Linked DNA regions of Rattus norvegicus: region 1 is linked to region 2. The links are chromatin contacts, called in public Hi-C maps. All regions are on one chromosome and are shown on one strand. Each heading gives the region's core, a stretch centred on a gene start, on an enhancer-like site or on the middle of the called end of the contact. The rest is flanking DNA. Distances are from core to core; before and after follow the strand shown.

Region 1 (5,311 bases), core at 2,498-4,997, 1.4 Mb before region 2:
TTCCAAGTATTGGTTCATCATTGATGGAAGTCAGAGCAGGAGCTCAAGTGAGGCAGGGACCTGTAGGCAGGAACTGAAGCTCAGGCCGTAGGGAAATGTTGGTTATTGGTTTGCCCCTAATGGTTCATTCAGCTTGCATTTTAGCAGAAACCAGGACCACCATCCTAGGGATGGTGCTACCCCTAGTAATCTGCGCCTTTCACAAATCATTAATTCAAAATAATACATTACAGACTTACCTGCAGACAATCTGGATTTTCTCTTCCCTCTTCCCAAATGACTAACTCATATCAGGTTGACCTAAAATTAGCCAATGTAGACACCAAATTCTACAGCTGCTTGACTTATCAAAGACTTCCTACATTATCCTACCAAATAATTTATAATAGTTAAAAATCCCCACTTACTCATCTTTAGTTCTGAGGTTCATTCCATGACTGTCCAGTCAGAAGTTTCGTACATCATTGAAAATTTTTTTTAAAAGCTTTACTTTTTGTTTTGGATTTTTCCTACTGAAAACTTTATTCAAATCTTACAAGTTTTAACTACCTGTTGATTTCTAGAAATCTACCCTTCAAAACTGGCTAAATTATCTCTGCTCACTATAGAGCTGGCTTGTGATTGGGTATGGACTATTGGTTTTTGCTGTTGATGGAGCTTAAAGTAGTCTAAATGGGATTCCTTTTAAAATTTTACCTTCCAGACCAGTTGTTTTAATGCTTCATCCCATTTCCTTCTCAAAGGCAATCAGATTAATGTTGGTTATAGAAATTGATCAGGGAGAGAAGGGGCACAATCTTACAGGTCTCAGTGGTAGTAGGTCCACACTTTGACCCAATATTCCTAATTTGTTAATAATTCCTGTTGTGGTCAAGTATCCAGCACCCCAGTGTGCAATGTCCATGGATCAGAATTCTCTAGAGGAAATGGATAAAGTCATGATACCCTAAGAAAACTAATGACATTTGTTTGTTTTTCAAGACAAGGTTTCTGTGTGTGGCCCTGGCTGTCCTGGAACTTGTTCTGTAGACAAGGTTGGTCTTTAACTCACAGTGATCTGCCTGCTTCTGCCTCCCAAATGCTGTGTGATTAAAGGCGAGTGCTGTCACCCCCTGGCTACTGATGACTTCTTATTTGAGCTGTCTTTCCACCCTCTGATAACCAAGCTACTTTCACACCCAATCTTCTACCTGCAGGACTCAGGTCTCTGCCTTTGAGTTGGAATATTTCCAGAATTGTTTTATAAATAGACACACGCCACATTGAGCTTTCACTGTCTTGTTACATTAGTTTACCCCGACCCTTTGTTTTCTTGATTTCCTTATCTGTTAATGTCTTCCTTTTGGTGTTACCTCTGATCATTTCCCCTCGAATGTGTACTTTCCTTTGCCCATCAGCCTAGCAGGGTTTCTGCAGCACACCATTGGATGTACGTCTAGTATGTTTTTATGGAAATCTTATGCAGCTGCCTTCTGAAATGTATAGCCTCTGAAATGCATTATTCAATGGAGAAGAAGCTTATGTTTATGTGTTTATCATTCTTGTATAAGTAATAGAAAACTGAGGAAAAGTATGTCTTAGAAGGCTTGAGGCTGAAAAACATTGAATGCAGGAATTTGAGAAGCTCACATTTTCTTGAATAGCAATTGGTGTTTATCTTTGCAGTGTGTTCTTTTCTTGCTCTGGGATAAAATGTTATGGAGAGTGTTATGTCTGAGTATAAACCCTATGCAGAGGGCAGAGTGGGTGATACATAGTCATCGTTTTTGATGCATAGAATTATCCCAAATGCAATGTCTTTATTCTGAGACATTCTGACATTCTTAGAAATAGGGACTAGAAGTATAAGCAAGGCATTTATTTGTAAATTGGAGCATTTTAAGGTTAAGTTTGGCTGGGGAAATTTAGTTATTAAAAGGCAGCTACAAACAGTTAGAAAATTTGGGGCCACATACCTTGTAAGGAGATGTTGTGTGTTAAGTCCACATATTGAAGAGAAGACTGGTAGGCGTTAGATTTGTTTAACAGCAACTTACAATTAGTCTTTTTTTCATGGACCTACTTAATGAATAAATATGTCACTGGGAGAAAACAGAATGTTTTATGTATGTATTAAAATAATTTCTCTTATTTTTGATATTACAATATATTTGTAAAATTTCCCTGATGGGCAAGCTGGCATTAAAGATGATTCTTCTAAATGTAAGCAGAATTCCACATTATCAATTAACTTGGAGCTAGAAGGATAATAGCATCAGATTTCTGCAAGTTATCAGAACAACTATCCCAGACCTTCCTCCTGCCTTCCCTGTCCCTCACTGGAGAATACAGATTAGCAAGGACTAGTATGTTAGGTGGGTAGATTTTGAGAGGATCCCAGTCTTACTGGAAGGATAAAGATCGAAACCTGTCCCAGAGACAGAATTACTTGGTACTAGCATTCGATGATTCTTGCTTTGAAACTACTGGTGTGTCTTGGGAAGGGCTCTCTAAGTGTTTCTCCATAGTATCTATTCTGGAAAAATTGTAAAGTATGTGTTTGGAGAATGGCTTAAAAATAAACAAGAGGGACTGGAGAGATAGGGAAAGACGTTCAGTGGGTAAGAACGTTTTTCTATAAAAGCATGAGTACATGAATTCAAGTCCCCGGGAGTCATAAATGCATACTAATGCACACTCATGTGCACACACCGCACCCCTACATAAAAGGAAATTTAAAAACAGTGTTGGCTAGTTTTATGACAACTCGACACAAGCTTAAGTCATTTGAGAAGAGGAAACACGTAATGAAAAAAATGTCTCCATAAGATCAGGTTGCACGAAAGCCTGTGGAGCACTGCATCCTTTTTTTTTTTTTTTTTTTTTTTTTGGTTCTCTTTTTTGGAGCTGGGGACCGAACCCAGGGACTTGCGCTTCCTAGGTAAGCGCTCTACCACTGAGCTAAATCCCCAGCCCCTGGAGCACTGCATCTTAATTAGTGATCACTGGGGAAGGGCCCAGCCCATTGTGGGAAAACCCAACCCAGAGTCTGGTGGTTCTGGGTGCTATAAGAACTCAGGCTTAGCAAGCCATGTGAAGCAAGCCAGTAAGCATCATTCCTCCAAGACTTCTGCTTCAGCTTCTGACCTGTTTTAGTTCCTATCCTGGCTTCCTTCAGGGATGAACAGAAGATGTGGAGGAGTAAGCTGAAGAAACCCTGTTCTCCCTAAGTGGCTTTGGTCGTGGTGTTTGGTCACAACAATGATAACTCTAACCAAAGGGAATAAAATTGATCCAAACAAAGCCTTAGTAATGGATGAGTCAAAGAGTCACATCTACCTTACCCTCTGTACTCTTTTCTAGAACTTTCATCAGACAATGACATCATTTGCAAGAAATAAGGAAAAAGTGTTCTAAAAATTAAATTCAGCTACATATATTTATATAACGTCCCACCTTCCTCCTGTCTACCCTGCCATTCCCCCTCATCAAATTCCTGGCCTTTTTTCTTTAACTAATTTTGTTTTACAACACGCACGCACGCACGCACACACGCACGCACGCACGCACGACTTGCTGCTTGAATTTAGTGTTGTTTGCATTTTCATTATTTTAGGACTGAAGATCCGTCACTATTGTTGACGCTCTATGCATTTTAGACACAGAAGTAGGGAGGTTTTCAGCTGGAAAAGACAAAAGCAATCTGCTTTAGTGAACCCAAGCAGTGAGAATTTCGTAGTCTCGAGGTTCTATTTCCTGTTTCCTGCAGATGGCGCTAAATCCTTAGACATGTTCACATTGCTTGGCATTTCCGGGAAAGGGACTGCTTGTTTGCTGCTGAATTCTCCTAATTGTTTTGACAGTAAGTGGTGCTATAGTGTGCAAGATTTAATCCTAAAGACAGTTTATTTAAATTATTAAAAACAAACAAACAAACAAAGCCCCAAACACTACGTTTTGGCAACTGGCATCTGTGGTTGTGTCCAAGTCCTGTAAGAGGCTTTTAATAGAAATGACTAAGGACGTCGCGATCCTGTGCTTTTATCAAAGGTCGTGTCTGTCTTCTTCCTCTTTTTTTTTTTTCATAAAAATCCTAAAGCTGTTAAAGTGCCCATTATCCATTGTTCCTACTCATTTCCGGTTCCTCTGTTGCTTTGTATGGCTGAATGGCCATCTATGACAACGGTAAGGCGTTCATAGTCTTCCCCTTAGTCAGTTAAGGAACACTGCCTAGCTGTGTCCTGAGAGGCACTTTATTACTTCCCCATATGGTTCCAAGGGGAAGTTAGAGTACAATGTGACTCAGCGACAGGAAACTCAAAAAAAAAAAAAAAAAAAAAAAAGTGCCACCAACGAGAAAACAACAAAACGCTTCTAAAAGCTGCATTTGAGCCAAGAGTGTGTCTTCCTGACACTGTCGTTGTTTATTGATTCCAGAACCGAGTAGAAAGGTTTTTATGCCCTCAGGAAGAAATTATAAAATAATGCTTAAGGGTTTCTAAATATCATCGTTGATGTAAAAATCTCCCCCCCCCCTTTTTGTGTTAAAGCAGGCAGATTTACTCATGTCTGAGATGACATTTTAAGTTCTCCAACATGGTGCAGATATGTCTAATTTCTCAAAAATAAGGAAGGGGAACCTTCAGAAATGTTTTTAACATATTTTTACGTGTCCCCCCCAGGCCCTGGTTTCGTGACCAGTTTTTATTTCTTCAACGAAATAATAATTCCAGGCAAAATGAAATCAAACAAATGTCTGAAACAAATGGCTTCTACAAAAAGAGGTAACGGGGGGACTAAGAATGGAGAATGTCCCCACTTGGGAAATAACCAATGTGTGTGCTTGTGTTGTGCTTCTGCATTCTTATCCTGAGCTTAAGACAACTATAAATATTTTGAAGTTCATGCAGGATGCATGATTGACTTCAGAGTAAATTCCAAGCTCCATATTTTAAAGTTATGTATTAAAACATCTAGCATTCTCAAGTACCTTTTAAAGCTATGGCATCCTCAATCGCCCATATTTTTCAAATGGATTGATACATAAATTTGAAATGTGACTTCATTTTATTGATATATGAGTTTTAATTTTATATTTCAACTAATACACAAAATATTACAGTACTCAATTTTGTGGACTAGTTAACTAACATTAGTATCATTTATTATTGGTTTGTACCATTTGGAAAAATGAAAGAAAAGAAATATTGTTGGTAAAGAGGCAGTTTATGAAATATGTGCTTACTAAGTCAGCAGTTAGGATTATTATTTTAAAAATAATAACATTAAACATTATCAAAGTTATATGTATTATTACACCAATAATTCCCTG
Region 2 (4,767 bases), core at 671-3,170:
CAGGTGTGGTGGCACCCACTTTTAATCCCAGTGCTAAGAAGGTGGACAGAAGTGGATTCCTGGGTCTCACTGGTCAGCTAACCTAGCTTATTTAGAGTCACAATAAATAAGGTGGACAGCTCCCAAGGAATGACATCCAAGACTGACCTCTGACTTACACATTCATGTGCACATATATGCACATGAACATATACATACATGTGCATCTGCGTACATATAAACCTGCAATGATGTACATACACATAAACACACAAATATTTCCTATTCTACCACACCATATATTAATTCTGTACATGAAACACTCTACGTGTTATTTGTATCCTTGAATATACAGATGCATGAAGAGCTGTGATATTTATGGGACGAGGGAGCAAGTGTCATGGTCAAGTATTCAGCATACCATCCATGCAAGAACTGGGTGTAAAATTGGGCATTTTATGTTTGGAAGAAGATGAATGCTGAGGTGAAAGAGATGATCAAGATTCATACATTCATGAAAGACATTGCTTACACAAGGTGGTTCTGTTAGCCAAATCCTTGCCTACTTGATTCATGAGGTTGTCTTTGAAGTTCGAACAGGGGAGTTTTAGGAAAGATGAAAAGAAGTGCTTTAAAACAGTGGGAAAGAAATTTATGGAAGCTTCATGGAGGTACAGGCTGAAATACTGTCTGATCAAATAAAGAAGCATGAATGTCCCTATGGAAGAAAAAAATGATGATGCTTTTTAGAACATTCTTAGCTTTGCTTTTAAAGCACAATATGGATAATTATACACGATTATATAATCCCTTAAGATTTTCATAGCCATGAATGAATTTTCATGTTCTGAGTTAGGCAATAGCACTGCACATGACCAAATGGACAGTGATTTATAAAATTCCTCTTCCCAGAAGAGATCATTGCTCTCTACCTGGTGTTATTTTGTCCTTTGTTTTAGAGTTGGAGCCTATGAGACTCAAAAACAATCCTCTTGTCTACAATCAGATTCTCTCCTTAGTCATGTTTTGGGAGCGAGAAGATACCCCAAGGAGACACTTGTAGATATCATATCATTGGAACAATAGACCACAAGGAATTAGAAGTTACTCGGGAATCTCTTGCTGGGTGATAGAAAATGCTGAAACTTGGTGTGTACCAAAAGGGGGATTCTTGTCTCACAGAAGAAGAGTTCACAGTTTTGACAATTTGTTAGAGACTGGAGCAAAGACAACGGTGATAGCCAGAACCACTCGTTGACCAGGGCTGTTTAGGATGGATGTCTCTTGCTCTCAGAATGTACATCGAATGTCAGGGTCTTGAAGAGGGACTTGAAGTAGGAGTGAGTGGTCACTAGACTTCTTTTTTCTTTTTCTAAATGTGGCCATATTGAAAATACTTCCCTTCTCTGCCTTCCTCTCTTGCCATGTTTTTTAAATTGTCCTATTAGGAATAGATGCTTTGTTAGGGCTGCCAGGGACTAGGCTGTGACTGTAACAACTCTGGTAACAAAAATCACTGAACAATTTGGGAGAATTCAGCTAAGGAAGACATTTTATCAATTGTCAAGTTCCTTGCATCTGACTCCAAAAGTTCTGTGGCAACTCTTCATCATGTCCCCTGTGAACACCGCCCTTCACCCCCTAGCATGATTGCTATGGGAAAAGTCTCCTTTAGAGAGAGCAAGTTTTCAAGCAGGTGCAGTGAAAGCATGATCACTTTGTGCACTTCAGTGGTAAACTCATTTCCTCTCATTGACCCTTGACTGGCCCTTGCCCTGTAGACAGGAGATGGCAGCTGAATGGTCGCTGTAGTAATAATGGGAGACAAACAATGCTTATTCACACTCTCAAACCAGGATGACCTGCCCTTATGAAGTGAGCCACTGGGCCACAGGCATGCCGCACACTCTGGGCTAGTCAGCATTCTCTATTGAAAAAAGTACTTCCTCATCTCTAATGTCCTTTCTTGTCTCTCAGCCTTGCCTCTGTTCCCAAGGCTGCCTGGGGTGAGTCAGGGACCATGACCTGGCTGTGATGTCATTGCTCAAACAGCCACAGCTTAGGAACCCCCCATCAGCAACAAAACAATGATGCTATTTTCCTCATGAGCTGGAAGATCTTCCTTCAAAGCCAAATAAAATACCAGAGACTTCAGTGCTTCCCTGTCTCCTTTTTATTTTTGAACTTTCTCCCTAACCCCTAAGTAGTCTTCTGGATTCTTTTTTTTTTTTTTTTGTCTTTCATGTTTTGGCAAGAAAGGTTCACTGGTGGTCCAGAGTGGTGCAGATTCTCTTCCCAGTTGTTGATACTGAAGCCCCAAATTCTTTTCCACGCTCAGCGGAGTCCCTTGGTTTTCCTCTTAGAACTTTGAGGGTATGTATGCTTCTACATGGAGATGTGCATGTTCACGCTAAAATGAATTCATTAAAGGAGTCAGCCTCTTCGGGAGGTGTCGCATCACAGAAGCAAAGTGGTTGAAAGGCTTAATCAATCTCACTTGCATTTATTGACATCTTTGTTCCATCTGCTCCAATGTAATTTCAGACTTGTCACCATCATCTAGGACAGGATGTTCTCGGATTACTCGGTCGTTTATTTAATTAGCTCCCGGTAGTTATTAAATGAGTGAACCCCCTTCTGTAGCTGCTTCATTCTGGAATTTAACGTTATGTCCCAAATATCATTGTTTTCACTGTAAAAATATTTAGTTGTCAATTACATTATAGGTCTGTGTGTGGGCCTGTGTGTGTAGCTTCAGCTTCCTGAAGAGGTCAGAATGGGGTATAGGGTCTTCTGTAGCTAGAGTGACAGGTGATTGTGAGAGTCCATGTGGGTTCTGGGATGGGAACTCAAGTCTTCCGGAAGAGCAATGCATGGTTACCTGCTGAGGTATGTCTGTACTCCTCCAATGTCATTAGTATTTTCTACCAGCACTAGAGCAAAGGCTTACTTGTCCGTTTGTTGTGCATTTTTATGAACTGACTTTAAATAACTTGAAATCGGTCCACACTGAGCCATTGATAATGCAGTCCAAATTGCACACATGCTTGCTTTTCCAATCATAAAGTGCATTCTAGATTTTGGCACACATGCATGTGATTGAATGGCTCCGTTTATAACATCCAAAAAATAGGACATGGGGCAGAAGTATCCCTCATGGCTGTCTGTCTTGGAGAACCGACGCCTTTGAACCTGAGGAAAGGGAGTTTTGATTTGCTCTCTTGGTTTTCCCCTAGCACTTCAGTTCCAAGTGTCCCAGGAGCCTAGAGTAGCAGTCAGTATGGGGTCAGATAAGAAATATTTTAGGCCCAGTGAACTATCATTGCTTCATTACAGTTTCTCAATTGTATCCTTCAAGCAAAAGTAGCCACGGACACAATGAAAGTGTCAAATGAGGGTAGCTGTGTTCTAACAAAAAGGGTGGGAGAAAAAGCAATCCTTGTGTGGAATGCATCTGGCTAAGTTGCCGCGATTCTTATGGGCCCGCTATCATTTTTTTTCCTTCTACCCACATATCCTTAACCTTCATATACTGGGAAGTTTGAATGTAGGCTGAATAAAAAGAAGACATGATTCATTCTTTTCACTTTCTGGTCAGTTAGAGAAGGATCATATAAGATCCCATGCACAGACATACTGTGCTGTGACAGACTTTTGTAGGGGAGGTCTCTCTCTCTCTCTCTCTCTCTCTCTCTTTCTCTCTCTCTCTCTCTCTCTTTCTCTCTCTCTCTCTCTCTCTCTCTCTCTCTCACACACACACACACACACACACACACACACACACACACACACACCACTCAGGAAGCCCACAATAGACCACAGTATAGATCCCACCAATGTTCAACTTGGTGAACTAATGAGTGTTATTGGGGTTACTTACAGGAATATAAGTGAGGGGTTATGCATAGGAGCAGAAAGGACTCCGAGCTAAAGCAAGAAGGCCTACCATAAATCAATAACCACTCACAAATACCGGAAACCTGTATCCCCTGCACAGGCTGAAGGCAGCAAAATAGTCTGGATGGTCCTTTGCCAGTGAGCCAGTAGGTCTGGACCTCCTACAGGCATCTTGGCTGTTTTCTGTTTCTTTTGGGCTGCGGTTGGCTTTGCCTCTTCCAGGTGTCTGGGCTTATCTCATGTCTTCCTGGCAGCTAGGCCAAGGTGAAAGTGATGGTCAGAAGTCTTTACTGTTCACTCTTGGGGAGGAAGGGTCCAATGAATCTGATTGGTTTTATTGACTTCCTGTTGCTGTTTTGAGTTGCTGTTTTGTCTTTAGGGGTCTCTGTGTAGGGCGGAAAGCTTCAGTATTAAGGAAAACTGCTGGGCAATCCATATGCAGCTAACAATGGCCTCTCTCCATCCTGATGGGTCAAGATAGAACCCTCTTTTTACCCTCTTAGGCATGAGTTAAATACTATTCACTATATTTCTCAAATCACTGGAGATATGGCTCAAGATCTTGAAGTGAGTTTTTCTGGAATCTTCTATAGTCATCCAAAAGTGATATAGGAGGAAACCCCTCAGTCTCTATTGCAATATAGCACAAAATACAAATGGATGGGTCTTCTTGGACTTCGTTGTTCTTCAGGGTTGACGTTATTATCTTTAAGCATGTAAGCCAGGGGCCAGTGATGGTCCCATACAACTAGTAGTATCCACCTATTCTCCCATGCCCATCTGCTGAATTGATTTCCACCAGTCATTGTCACCCTGTGAAGGTGATTGGTGCATGTATCTCATTGGTGATGGAGATAAGAGACTAGGAAGCATTTTTTAGGACAACTTCAA

Evidence for each region. A called contact is a pair of places that touch in the nucleus more often than the background predicts.
Region 1: a contact with region 2 is called in a Hi-C map of Schwann cells, with 13 times the contacts expected there. The contact joins two enhancer-like sites. A contact is called at or near these places in 2 of 12 Hi-C or Micro-C datasets (Schwann cells and mammary epithelial cells).

Annotation. Positions count from the first base shown.
Region 1 is chr17:70,604,242-70,609,552 of GRCr8, reverse strand. No RefSeq gene overlaps it. Among named protein-coding and RNA genes, the nearest start is that of Akr1e2, 39 kb to the left of the region's middle. Within about 2 kb of position 3,747, at least 23 of the 93 cell types and tissues checked have an H3K27ac peak or open chromatin away from gene starts, as enhancers often do. A contact at or near this core is called in Schwann cells, where this site is marked.
Region 2 is chr17:69,220,689-69,225,455 of GRCr8, reverse strand. No RefSeq gene overlaps it. Among named protein-coding and RNA genes, the nearest start is that of Klf6, 240 kb to the left of the region's middle. Within about 2 kb of position 1,920, at least 9 of the 93 cell types and tissues checked have an H3K27ac peak or open chromatin away from gene starts, as enhancers often do. A contact at or near this core is called in Schwann cells, where this site is marked.